Regions from separate parts of the Mus musculus genome. Here region 1 is linked to region 2. Evidence: chromatin contacts called from public HiChIP or PLAC-seq data. All regions are on one chromosome and are shown on one strand. Each heading gives the region's core, a stretch centred on a gene start, on an enhancer-like site or on the middle of the called end of the contact. The rest is flanking DNA. Distances are from core to core; before and after follow the strand shown.

What was found. HiChIP or PLAC-seq counts read pairs in DNA pulled down with a chosen protein or histone mark.
Region 1: an H3K27ac HiChIP or PLAC-seq map of embryonic stem cells shows a contact between it and region 2, with 7 read pairs. The contact joins the promoter of Nr1h4 here to the enhancer-like site in region 2. A contact is called at or near these places in 1 of 39 promoter capture datasets (macrophages), 1 of 15 datasets of contacts at CTCF or cohesin (the NIH/3T3 cell line), 15 of 484 Hi-C or Micro-C datasets (8-cell embryo, the C10 cell line, the G1E-ER4 cell line and 8 more), 4 of 115 datasets of contacts at active chromatin or transcription factors (embryonic stem cells, hepatocytes, intestinal crypt epithelium and 1 more) and 2 of 9 other capture datasets (adipose tissue and pancreatic islet).

What each region holds. Positions count from the first base shown.
Region 1 is chr10:89,505,208-89,510,716 of GRCm38.p6, reverse strand. Nr1h4 (nuclear receptor subfamily 1, group H, member 4) reads left to right here and starts at 4,059. Exons shown (of 9, transcript NM_009108.2): 1 at 4,059-4,209. The coding sequence starts at 4,101.
Region 2 is chr10:89,467,548-89,472,946 of GRCm38.p6, reverse strand. The region is part of intron 7 of Nr1h4 (nuclear receptor subfamily 1, group H, member 4); the gene reads left to right. Among named protein-coding and RNA genes, the nearest start is that of Gas2l3, 26 kb to the right of the region's middle. Within about 2 kb of position 2,051, at least 14 of the 459 cell types and tissues checked have an H3K27ac peak or open chromatin away from gene starts, as enhancers often do. A contact at or near this core is called in 8-cell embryo, embryonic stem cells and hepatocytes, where this site is marked.

The DNA.
Region 1 (5,509 bases), core at 2,810-5,309, 36 kb before region 2:
GCAAGTTACTGGCCTCATTCAGTACTTCTCCAAAAGCCAGGGGCATTGTAAGCACCTGTACTCTGTTTGCTGTTGATGTTAATTCCCACAGAGACTCCTCTGGGACACCTGTCAGTACTATTGCCCTTTTATGGAGAGAGAGAGAGAGAGAGAGAGAGAGAGAGAGAGAGAGAGAGAGAGAGAGAGAGAGAGAGAGAGAGAGAGAGAGAGAGAGAGAGAGGATATTTAAAGTTGTCAAACAATCTAATTCACATTCCTTTAAACAGCACGTAGACACCCAAAATATTATTAGGACAGGGATAGGATCTGGGTGCTGAAGGTTTCCAGCTAAGAGAACACTTCTATTCACCTTCTCAGAGGAGAAAGCATTTTATTTTCTTTTTATTTTTCAATTAATTAATGTATTTATTTATTTTACATCCCGGTCACTGCCTTCATCCCTGCCTCACAGAGTCCATCCCTCCCGTTTCCCCTTCTCCTCTGAGAGAGTAGGGGGCCCCTGTGTACACCCCCTGCCCAGGAGCACCAAATCTCTGCAGGGTTAGGCACATCCTCTCCCACTGAAGCCAAACGAGGCAATCCAGTTGGAGAACAGATTCCACAGGCAGGCTACAGCTCTAGGGATAGCCCTGCTCCAGTTGTTGGGGAACCTGACAGAGCTCGGGACTCTTATGGAAGAGTTGGGGGAAGGGTGGAAGGCCCTAAAGGGGATAGGACTCTCACAGAAAAATCAACAGAGTCAACTAACCTGGACCCTTGGGGACTCTCAGAGACTGAGCCACGAACCAAAGAGAAAGTATTTTCAATAAGACTGTATCACAGGATGCTGGTCACAGCTCTCCTGCAGTGAGTGTTTAGACAAGTATTGCCAGTATTTGCACTACCCCATCACAGCAATGCCCAATGTACCTTGGCTGGGCTGCCATTCATATTGATCTATACAATCTACAGCTATGCTGTCCTACAGAACTTGCTATGATGCTGGACATGTCCTGAATCTATTTTAGTCCAGCGTAGCAAGCACTCTCCACATGTGGAACACTGAAACATGAGTGTGTGACTCAGGAGCTGCCACCACTTACTTGAGTACAGGTGGACGTAACCAGGGGCTACTGTCCCAGATAGTACACCTTTGCGGGAAAGTGGAAAGGAGTGGTTAACAGGAGGCAGTTTTTCATTCTCCTCTCCCAGCAGTCTTGCTGATACCCCAGTGTGATGGTTTGAATAAAAATGGCTCTCAAAAAAATGGCTCTCATAGGCTCATAATGGTACTAATAGGAGCTGTGGCCTAGTTGGAATAGGTGTGGCTTTGTTATAGTAGGCGTGGCTTTGTTGAAGGTCACGAGGGCATGGTCTTTGAGGTCTCAGATGCTCAGACCTGGCCAGTGTGTCACTGTTTCTTCCTGCTACCTGTGGATCCCAATGTAGAACTCTTAGCTCCATGTCGGCCTGCATGTTGCCATGCTTCCTGCTATGATGATAATGGACTAAGCATCTGAAACTGTGAGCCAGCCCCAATGAAATGTTTGTCTTTATAAGAGTTGCCGTGGTCATGGTGTCTCTTCACAGCAATAAAACCCTAACTAAAATACTTAGTTAATCTCTCTTTTACTTTCATGTCTTTTTACATTAGTGATACAATAAGTTTTATTAAAGCTGTTTACATGACCTGGGTAAGGACTTATTTACAGGAGTGTGGCCCTCCTGCCACAAGTTATCTAAGCCACTGGAGAAAATCTTTCTTCCTCCCCCAGAGATCACTAAGTGCCTATAGGTGTTCAGGGAGGTATATGGCCCTGTGAACACCCTCTGCTCAGCTACCATTATCTGCCTATAGGTCCTGGTGGGTGGGCTCAAGGGCCCTTCTCCTCCATGATAAGATAAGCCTTCCTTATCCAATCTCTTGTAGGTCTTGTGCCAGAAAGCTCAGCTGCTGTGAGGTCAGGAGCACAGTGGTGGTGTCCCATGACAGTGTTCTACCACAGTCACCTCTTTGTTCCTCTTACATTCTTCCTCCCCCATCTCCTGAGGTCCCCTCAGTCCTACAGGGAGTGATGCAGATATGCCTTAGCCTTTCAGCCATCGGATTCTGATCCTGAAGTCAAATGCTAACGTCTCTGCTTCATTCCTTGTAAACTATTCACAAGTCACTTAACCGCACTGAGTTGTCATTCATCCTCTGTAAGATAGGGTTGAAGACAGAGGGCCTCATACATAAGACGCTGTTACATATGGTAGAAGTGAGGCTCCTGAGAGATAATGTGTTAATACACTTTGGACACTTATAAAGGCTGTGGGGATGTCAGCAAATTATGGCAGGTATCACCTTTGTCTCTGAATTTGCTTTCATGTTGATAATCTCATTTTATCTTCACAGCAAGCCTGTGAAGGGTGTAGGCAGGGATATTATCTATTATTATCTATATTTCTCCATCTGGTGAGGCTGACAAATGGGGCCCACAGCAGCCCAGAGACTTACCTGAAGTTACATAGCATGCCTAGTAGCGTCATGCCTGGAATCAACCCTGAGTCTACTGAGTCCATTGCTCACACTTTCTCAACAGCAGCAGCAGCAACAACAACAAAAACAACAACATAGCAAAGTCTTAAGGCTGATATTCAGAAATTATGTACATGTTTTTAAAAATGGAACCATTTCTATCCCATAAGGAAGCCATGCTACAATTTCAAACTAAGTATAATATCAGTACAATGACAACAACCACCATATACTTATGGCATTTTTACATTATTTTATTTAAATCAGATATGACTATGAGTTGTGTTATTATCACCTCCACCCTTTAGAAATTAGGAAATTGGAGCCAGAGAGATGTCTCAGCATTTGAAAAACACCTGTTGCTCTTGCAGGGGACCCAAGATTGGTTCCCAGCACCCATGTGACAGATCACAACTTTCTGTAACTCCCGTTCCAGAAAATTCCACACCCTCTTCTGGCCTCTGTGAGCACCAGGTACACATGTGTCATGCATATACATAGCATAAAAATAAAGGCCAACTTTTTTGTTTGTTTTTTGAGACAGGATTTCTCTATGTAGACCTAGCTGTCCTAAAACTCACTCTATAGACCAGGCATGCTATGAACACATGGAAATCCTCTGTCTCTGCCTCCTAAGTGCTAGGATTAAAGGTGTATGCCACCACCACACTGGATCAATCCTTTTTATAAAAAAATGAGAAAATAAAGGCAGAAAATTAGCCTATGTACGTGTTCATTGTCCATAGAGCTTGTAGATATTAAGAAAGATTGGATTTATTAAATTTATTTATTTTGGTTTTGACTACTGTGCCTGAATATCAAAGCTGCACGGCTTAAACAACAAAATGTATTGACTTAGAATTCTGAAGGTTAGAAGTCTAAAATCAGAAAGATTGGCTCCTCCTGAGACTCCCAGGAAGGAATCCTTCTAGATCTTTCTGTTTGTCATATCAAAGCCATGTCTTGCCTCTTTACTTCATTTTCCATCCACAGGTCCTGCTCTCTCTCTCTCTCTCTCTCTCTCTCTCTCTCTCTCTCTCTCTCTCTCTCTCTCTTTCTCTCTCTCTCTCTCTCTCTCTCTCTCTCTCTCTCTCTCTCCTGTCATAAGGACATGAGCCATAGTGGAATTGCTAAATAAGGTCACTGTAAGGTCCTTGGGGCTAGGATTTCAACATATGAACTGGAGTATGGGCCGGACAATTCTTCCCATATTACTAGATACAAACCCATTTGTCCAGGTCTATAGTAGGCTTCTCAGGCTAACTGTGAAGTCTTATTCCTTAATGCTTCTGCTGTTACAAATGTGCCCTAGTTACAAAGGTAAAGATCCATCCGTGTGGCATTTGACCTCCAGCCAGTCTTAGAGGCAGGGAACGGAAATTTACCCTCAAAAAATTCTTAGGCTGGGAAAGGGTTCCCCAAAATGTTTATCTAAGACACCAGTTTCCAGCTTACTAGGCAATTTGGCATTGAGGACTTTTCTCATAAACATTTACAAATATTCCGCTCAGCGATGGGGTTAATCAGTAAACCACACCAACCTCTGGCCCCTGTCGCTTCTTACCTCGGCTCCTTCTCAGTTGCCGTGAGGAAGCTAAGGATGGTGATGCAGTTTCAGGGTTTAGAAAATCCAATTCAGATTAGTCTTCACCACAGCCACCGGCTGTCAGGATTTGTGCCGGAAGGGATGAGTGTGAAGCCAGCTAAAGGTAGGTCACTACACCTCTGTCCCTACGTGGGCTCTCCTACTGCACTGGGCAAATACATGGGTCTTTTTGTTAGAGGTCAAAGCCATAGGTCTCCGTCAGAAGGAGGTCCAGACAAGCAGAGAAGACGGGGGTCTTAGGGGTTGATTTCTATAGTTCTAACTACGTGAGTATCTTATAGGGATCTTATAGGGCCAACCAAGTACTATTCTTTCAAGTCAGTCAAATGTTAACAGTGATGTCCGTGGACGCTTGAAGAAAATTAAAGTCTCTTACTGAATCCTGTGCCTTTAAAATGCTGAAACTCCATGTCACTGAATTCTGACCCTTGTCTGGTGTCCTGGTACCAGCCTCAAAAACTAGAATAAAGAAAACATCAACACACCTACCCAGAAGTAAAGATAAATTTGTGTTGTGGAATTTGGTTTCAGTCACACATGTGTAAGTATGTGCAAGGGTCATGATGAAATAGAGATCTCAGAAAAAAGAAGAAATATAGATTTAATGAACTAGTTTTGTCTCATGTTTCTTCCAGTGTTTTCCAACAAGTAAGATGGATAAAAACTGAGATTTACGCTTAGGGTTTTTAGTTTTCTCTGAGTTAAAATATACTTTACCATGAAAAGACAGTCTAATGTAAGTATTCTTTTTTCTCAAAACACAAACTCATCTTTCTAAACTTCCACCAAGAATTAAACGCTAATCATTTCCCCAGTAATTACAACGATGTGCATACTTTTGATCACAGACTTGGCAGCAGTTCATTTTCCTTAAGCGTGGTGTTTCAAAGCGGCTGACACTGTATTCAGAGAGAGAAATTACTTTCATGGTGTGGCAAAGCAAATTTTCTACCCCCTTCTATTTAGCACACATTTATTTCATGCTTACTATGTGCCAGACACTGTGTCCAGGGTCAGAAATGATAGGAAAGGGAATATAATCTAACACTCCCCTCGGAGAGAGCGTTCACAGCTAACCACAACAGCAGCCAAGCAGGATGTACTACTGAATGTTTGCTCTGTGTGGAGAACACAGTATACATTCCTTGCCTTATGCCTTCCTTACTGCCTGCAGCCTCTGACCTCAACAGCTCAGGACTCCAGCTTTATGGGGGCTGAAACCGAAGCTGAAAGAAGTTCAATGTCGTCCCCAAGTTCGTATGTTTAGCCATTTGCAGGTGAATTGAGTGCAGACCCATCTCCTCTGTTACAGTATAGACTAGTTTCTTATTACTGCCTCAAGTTTAGCATGGAAGATAAAGGCCGAGAACACATACGGCTAATTATTCATGTTTCTGATAAGT
Region 2 (5,399 bases), core at 802-3,301:
CATCTCATGGATTGAGCATTTGGCCTTCTACTGAGCTAAAGCCCCTATCCCCAGCTAGAAGCCATACATTTAAATCAATATAATACACTACCCCTTAAGAGACAACGTGAAATCATACCACACATAATTCAGCTTAACTTGTTATGGAGTGATACTCTGGCAGAAAATGCCAAGAGACGCTGGGATGGACTTCCATAAATTCTGTGCAAGTTTTTCTTGTGGGAATCCTTAAAATAAGGTGTTTTTATTTCACTATGAGCTTATGGGTGGGTTGGGGAATGGAGTTGGAGAGATAACCTCCTCTAAAGATCTTATTCTGTGACTAATTGGAACAAGGTTAGACTTCTAAAACCAGCATTCTAGAACAGCAATCAGAAGGAGGTATGTATTTGTATTATGCACACACACACACACACACACACACACACACACACACACACACACATACAAGCATACACATTAGAGATTATCTTTTTAAACTACCTTATAGTCATAATGTTTTCTTAGTTAAAAATTGACAGCTATCTTCAAGACCCCTGTATACATTTCCCCAAACCCTAAAGTATAGTTGCCATCATTAGCAGAGTTTAACAGTGCATACTTGTAGAAGGTACACTGTTCTTATGCAGCCACCGGTTCATTCGTTTAATGAGGATTTAGAGGGGAAGTGCCATGGTGAAGAGATTAATCAAACTGCCTCCTTTGTAAAAATCAAAGGTCTTGTAAAGAAAGAGAAAGCTGTACAACTAAGACGAAGCCCAGTAAAAAGCCCAAGAGCAGAGCTAGCTGAGAGGTGACCTCTAGTTGGGAAGCACCTTGCCTGGAGAGGTTGTGTTAGCATTTGAACCAGGCCCTGAATGGTACTGCATCTGGAGGCATGGGGTGCAGTTGTAGGACCGAAGGGCCAGTGTGGCCAGACATCTTGGGCAAGTGAAGCTGTGGTTAATAGATTTAGGCTTACAAGAAGGGGAATGGAGACGAGATGGTTAAGAGCCTTGAATTTTGTTATTTTCTACGTAATATTGAGATGCTAAAGGTTTTTGAACAGAAGAGGGAAATATGAAAATACATCTTTGCAAGTCTCCTTAGGATAAAACAGAGTGGAAAACTCCTACAGGGAGATAAGGGAATTTCAAAGGTGTGATCCCTGTCTCTGGGGGAAGTGGGGGATGGTTGAAGGATCTAAGGCTGTTGTCTCAGACTTTCACTCTCTGAAAGGCATTGTGTTGTCAAGAAGTATGGATTATAGTCTACATTTTTAAATTATTAATTCTGGCCCAGAACAGGTAGGCAACAAGGCAATAAAAATCTACCAGATAAATGTCAGGTGGTAGATTTTATTTTTCACATGGATTGGATTGGGACCTTATATTAAGCTCTCTCTCTCTCTCTCTCTCTCTCTCTCTCTCTCTCTCTCTCTCTCTGTGTGTGTGTGTTGGGGGGCATGTGTGTGTGTGTGTGTGTGTGTGTGTGTGTGTGTGTGTGTGTAAGCGATCCTAGCACATGCTACTTGGTGTAGAAGCTTAATTGCTTAAGAAACATCTGGAGAATGACTGAGAGAAAGAATGGACAAATAGGTGGAGGTTTGCTTTCAGCTGCTTATCTGCCACTTGCTTCCCTGGGCTGCCGAGAATCCGCCTTGGCTTGGGAGAGGGTCCTGAGAAAGGGGTGAATGGGAGCAGCAGAAGATGTGACTCGAAATCAGTGATGCGTGCAAGCTGCTAGCTTTGTCTTCTGCTTGAGATAGCTTTCTAGATAGCTCCTGGATTGCCCAACTGAAGTCAGAAAACCTGTTAGCTCTCTGAATAGCTCTGCTCATGCAGACCAAAGCCCAGTCTTTTATTTGCATAACAATTCAATCATTTACTCCAAGTTCCCTTTTGATTATCCCATGAATCAGCATTTTGTGACCTTAGTCCCTGGATTCTTAGAAAAAGACAGCAAGCACATTTTTTTTTTTTAAACTTAGCAAGTCCTGCGGTTCACTGGGCATAGGCTTGTGGTTGCCAAATCCAGACATAGACGTTATTATGTGAGAAACTTTCTGTTTTCCAACTTCTTCATTGCCTAAGTTAGGCTGTCCTTGAACTTGCTCTGTAGACAAACCTTGAGCTCAGAGGTCTGTCTGCCTTTGTAAACACAACCAGTAAGCTTAGCTGGATGGGATCCTGCCCTGAGATCACAACTTCCACCACTTCAGGACCTAAACTCCATCTGTCCCAGGCTGGCCTTGCACTCAGAAATCTACCTGCCTTTGTAAACACAAACAGTAAGCTTGGTTGAGTGGGATTCCTGACCTAGGACGACCACTCCCTCACTTCCTGGTGCTCCTATATTATTTAAACCATAAGCCTTGGTTTTGTTTGTTTGTTTGTTTGTTTGTTTGTTTTTCTATTCCTTTCCCTTTATTGACTCACTAGTGCAGATGCCTCTGTTTATTTTTTTATTGTTTGTTTGTTTGATTGGTTTGATTTGGTTTTGGTCTATGAAGGCCCTCACACAATTCATATTGCATCCTTATATTTTTCATAGTTGAGAAATTCTTGAACTCGTGTTTTCAGAGTTCTTTCCCACAGCCTTAAGGGCTATCCTGAAGGTCACAGTATTTGCTGAGGAACATCAGATGCATTCTTGCTTCCCAGACTCGGGCTGTTTCTGATTATTATGCAGTATTAACCTTGGAAGGGAAAACATTCTCCCAAGAAGGAACAAATGAAGCAAAATATGTACATTATTATGCAAACAAGCCCTACGTGCACAGCACTTATGGAGGGCCACATCCTATTTGCCCTGCTCTAGGGACAGCAACTGTGTCACAGTGTCCCTTCCACTGCCATGCCAGACTGGCACCGAAGGATCTTCCCAGGTATCAGAATTCTTAGTTTCTCCCTCCCTGAAAACTAAGTGCTGGGAAGTCTTCTTTTCCCAGTCCTTCTGGAAGCTGTTAGTCCCAAGGATCAGGCATCTGTTTGGGATCTGTGTGTAAGCTGAGTGCACAGACAGTGCTGACATGGGGACTCTGCTGTGGCACTCTCTCCTTTCAAGATGAGCTGTCTAAAGTTCATTCAGGTGACACATAGCATAGTTGCTATAGAAATTAAAATATTTTGATGAGTAGAGATCTGAAGGGGAATTAATTACTCAGATATTCTAATCTCTGTCTCTTTCTATATATCTCTATCTCTTTCCCCCCACTACTGGATTTCTAAGAGGAACATCCTCCATGTTATAAAAGTAATTTTTGCATGATCTATTACAGGGCTTTACTCTAGTTGTATAAGCTTTGGGAGTTGGTAAAAGCAAATGACAGGATTAAATTAAATATGCAAAGGATTAATCTATGAGAATCTCTGAAAAATAGAAGGGGAGGAAGCAGGTCCAGTGAGAGAGAGCCTTCCCCCTACTTCATTGATCTGATGCCTGTGGGAAGGAAAAGAAGGCTTGACTAGGGAGAGACTCAGAGCACAGGGCTGAGGAGGTCTAAGCTAGGGTAAAGAGAAGAATGAGGTTAGAGATGCCCACTGAACAGGCCCACAGAGGCATTGCTGTCTGTGATCAGCCTGCAGCTGGATTGCAGCTGACAATCCTTGTTAACAGTCACAAGGGAGCAGCTGTCAGGCTGCCATGGACTCTTGTAAAGGGAGATCTGAGTGGGGCATCTTCATGTTCTACAACTTGATATATATATTGTTGTTTTATATAGATCTACACACATAAGTTGTTTATATATATATATATATATGTACATATATATATATATATATATATAATTTGTTTGTAATACTTGGAGATGGATTTTTATTAAACCTGTACCAAACACATACCTATTAATACCAATACATATTCTCTAAAAGCTGAAGTGCCTAGGTTTTTGACGAGCCGTGATGGAAGACAACCATCTTACCTTCCTGCTCACTTGCTTTATCAACTCCGATTCCAGCGTCTCTTCACCCACCAAGCTGTCACCCCCCAGTCTTCCATACACTGGCTTGAGCTCCTTCTGTCCTCTATGTGTATATATATATGTCTGTGTGCGAGTGGGGACATGCATCATGGCGGGCCTGTGTTGTTGAAAGGACAGTCTTGAGTGTTGGTCCTCACCTTTGAGCTTGTTTGAGGCAATCTCTTTTATGCAATGCTGCACCAGGCTGGCCACTCTGCAAGCTTCCAGCAACTCTTCTGCCTCTGACTCCTATCCCTCAGTAAGTGTGTGGGAAGATTAAAGTAGCTTGTGCTACTGTGTGTGGTGGGCTTAGGGAATCCAAACTGAAGTGGTTAGACTTGCATGGCATGCACTCTACGTACTGAGTCATCTACTATCCTAACACTACTGTGCTATGTTTTTGCCCAGCTTCGTTTCCCTCAGTACTTAGTTTCAGGTGTCTGCTCCATCAATATGGTCCTTTCTAGGATCATTTGCCAGACACACTCAACTCTTGCTTCTTCCAGGCAAGCTGTTTTGAGACAGGTTCTCATACAGCTCAGGCTTGCCTTGAATTCACTGTAGGGAAGAAGATGGCTTTGAACTTGTCATCCTCCCGCCTCTGCTTCTGAGTGCTTCTTTTCAACCTGTGAGTCATCTTGCTCGCTGACTGCTTTGCTGGGAGCTAAATCCAGGACCTTTGGGTATGCTAAGCTATATCAAGCTACAGGTGTTTGCTTTTTGCCTTGCCAGGGAAAATTGCTTAGCTGACTGAGTTCAATTCACCACTTGCTTTAACTGGAGGACTAAGACAGCATGGTTGGCTCACACATTCCAAGTGCAGCAGGGGACTCTCAGTTTGCCACTCTTTCCCAGCTACTCATCGTCTTATGCGAAATCATCACCCTGTGTTTCCTCCTTCCTCAAAATTCCAGCATGCCTCCTTCTTCTTAACTAATGACTTTGTTGGGAAAGGTGGCTTTTATAAGCACACGATGTACTCGGGGTAAAGTGCTGACTATGTTATAGCACCATGGTCTCCAACCTCGGCTGATCTACTTCATCCCTTGGATGTTGGCAGCATCTAGAGATATTTCTGATTGTCACATTGCAGGGAGGGGACACTCCTTGCATCTGGTGGGCAGAAGCTATATCATTAGCAAACAATTTACATAGTTGCAGATTTCAGTCATGCCTAGATTTAGGAACTCTGCTGTAGGGGGATGCTGAGCACTGAGGCCAATTAACAGCGTTGTCTGTGTGAACCTCCTGCAGCAAATGTTGTAGAAATGTAGAGTGATGTGGCATCTTGTGGAGGTCTTTCTGTGCAGTTATTCAGTTGTCTCTAGACAGATACATGTTGAATACTGGGGTTGTCCTGCACCTGAAACTGTTCAGTTGTCAAGGGTATGGACTCACACTGCCTGGCCTTTGTCCTTCGGGAACCGCAGACTGGTATAGAAGGTGGAAGAGCATT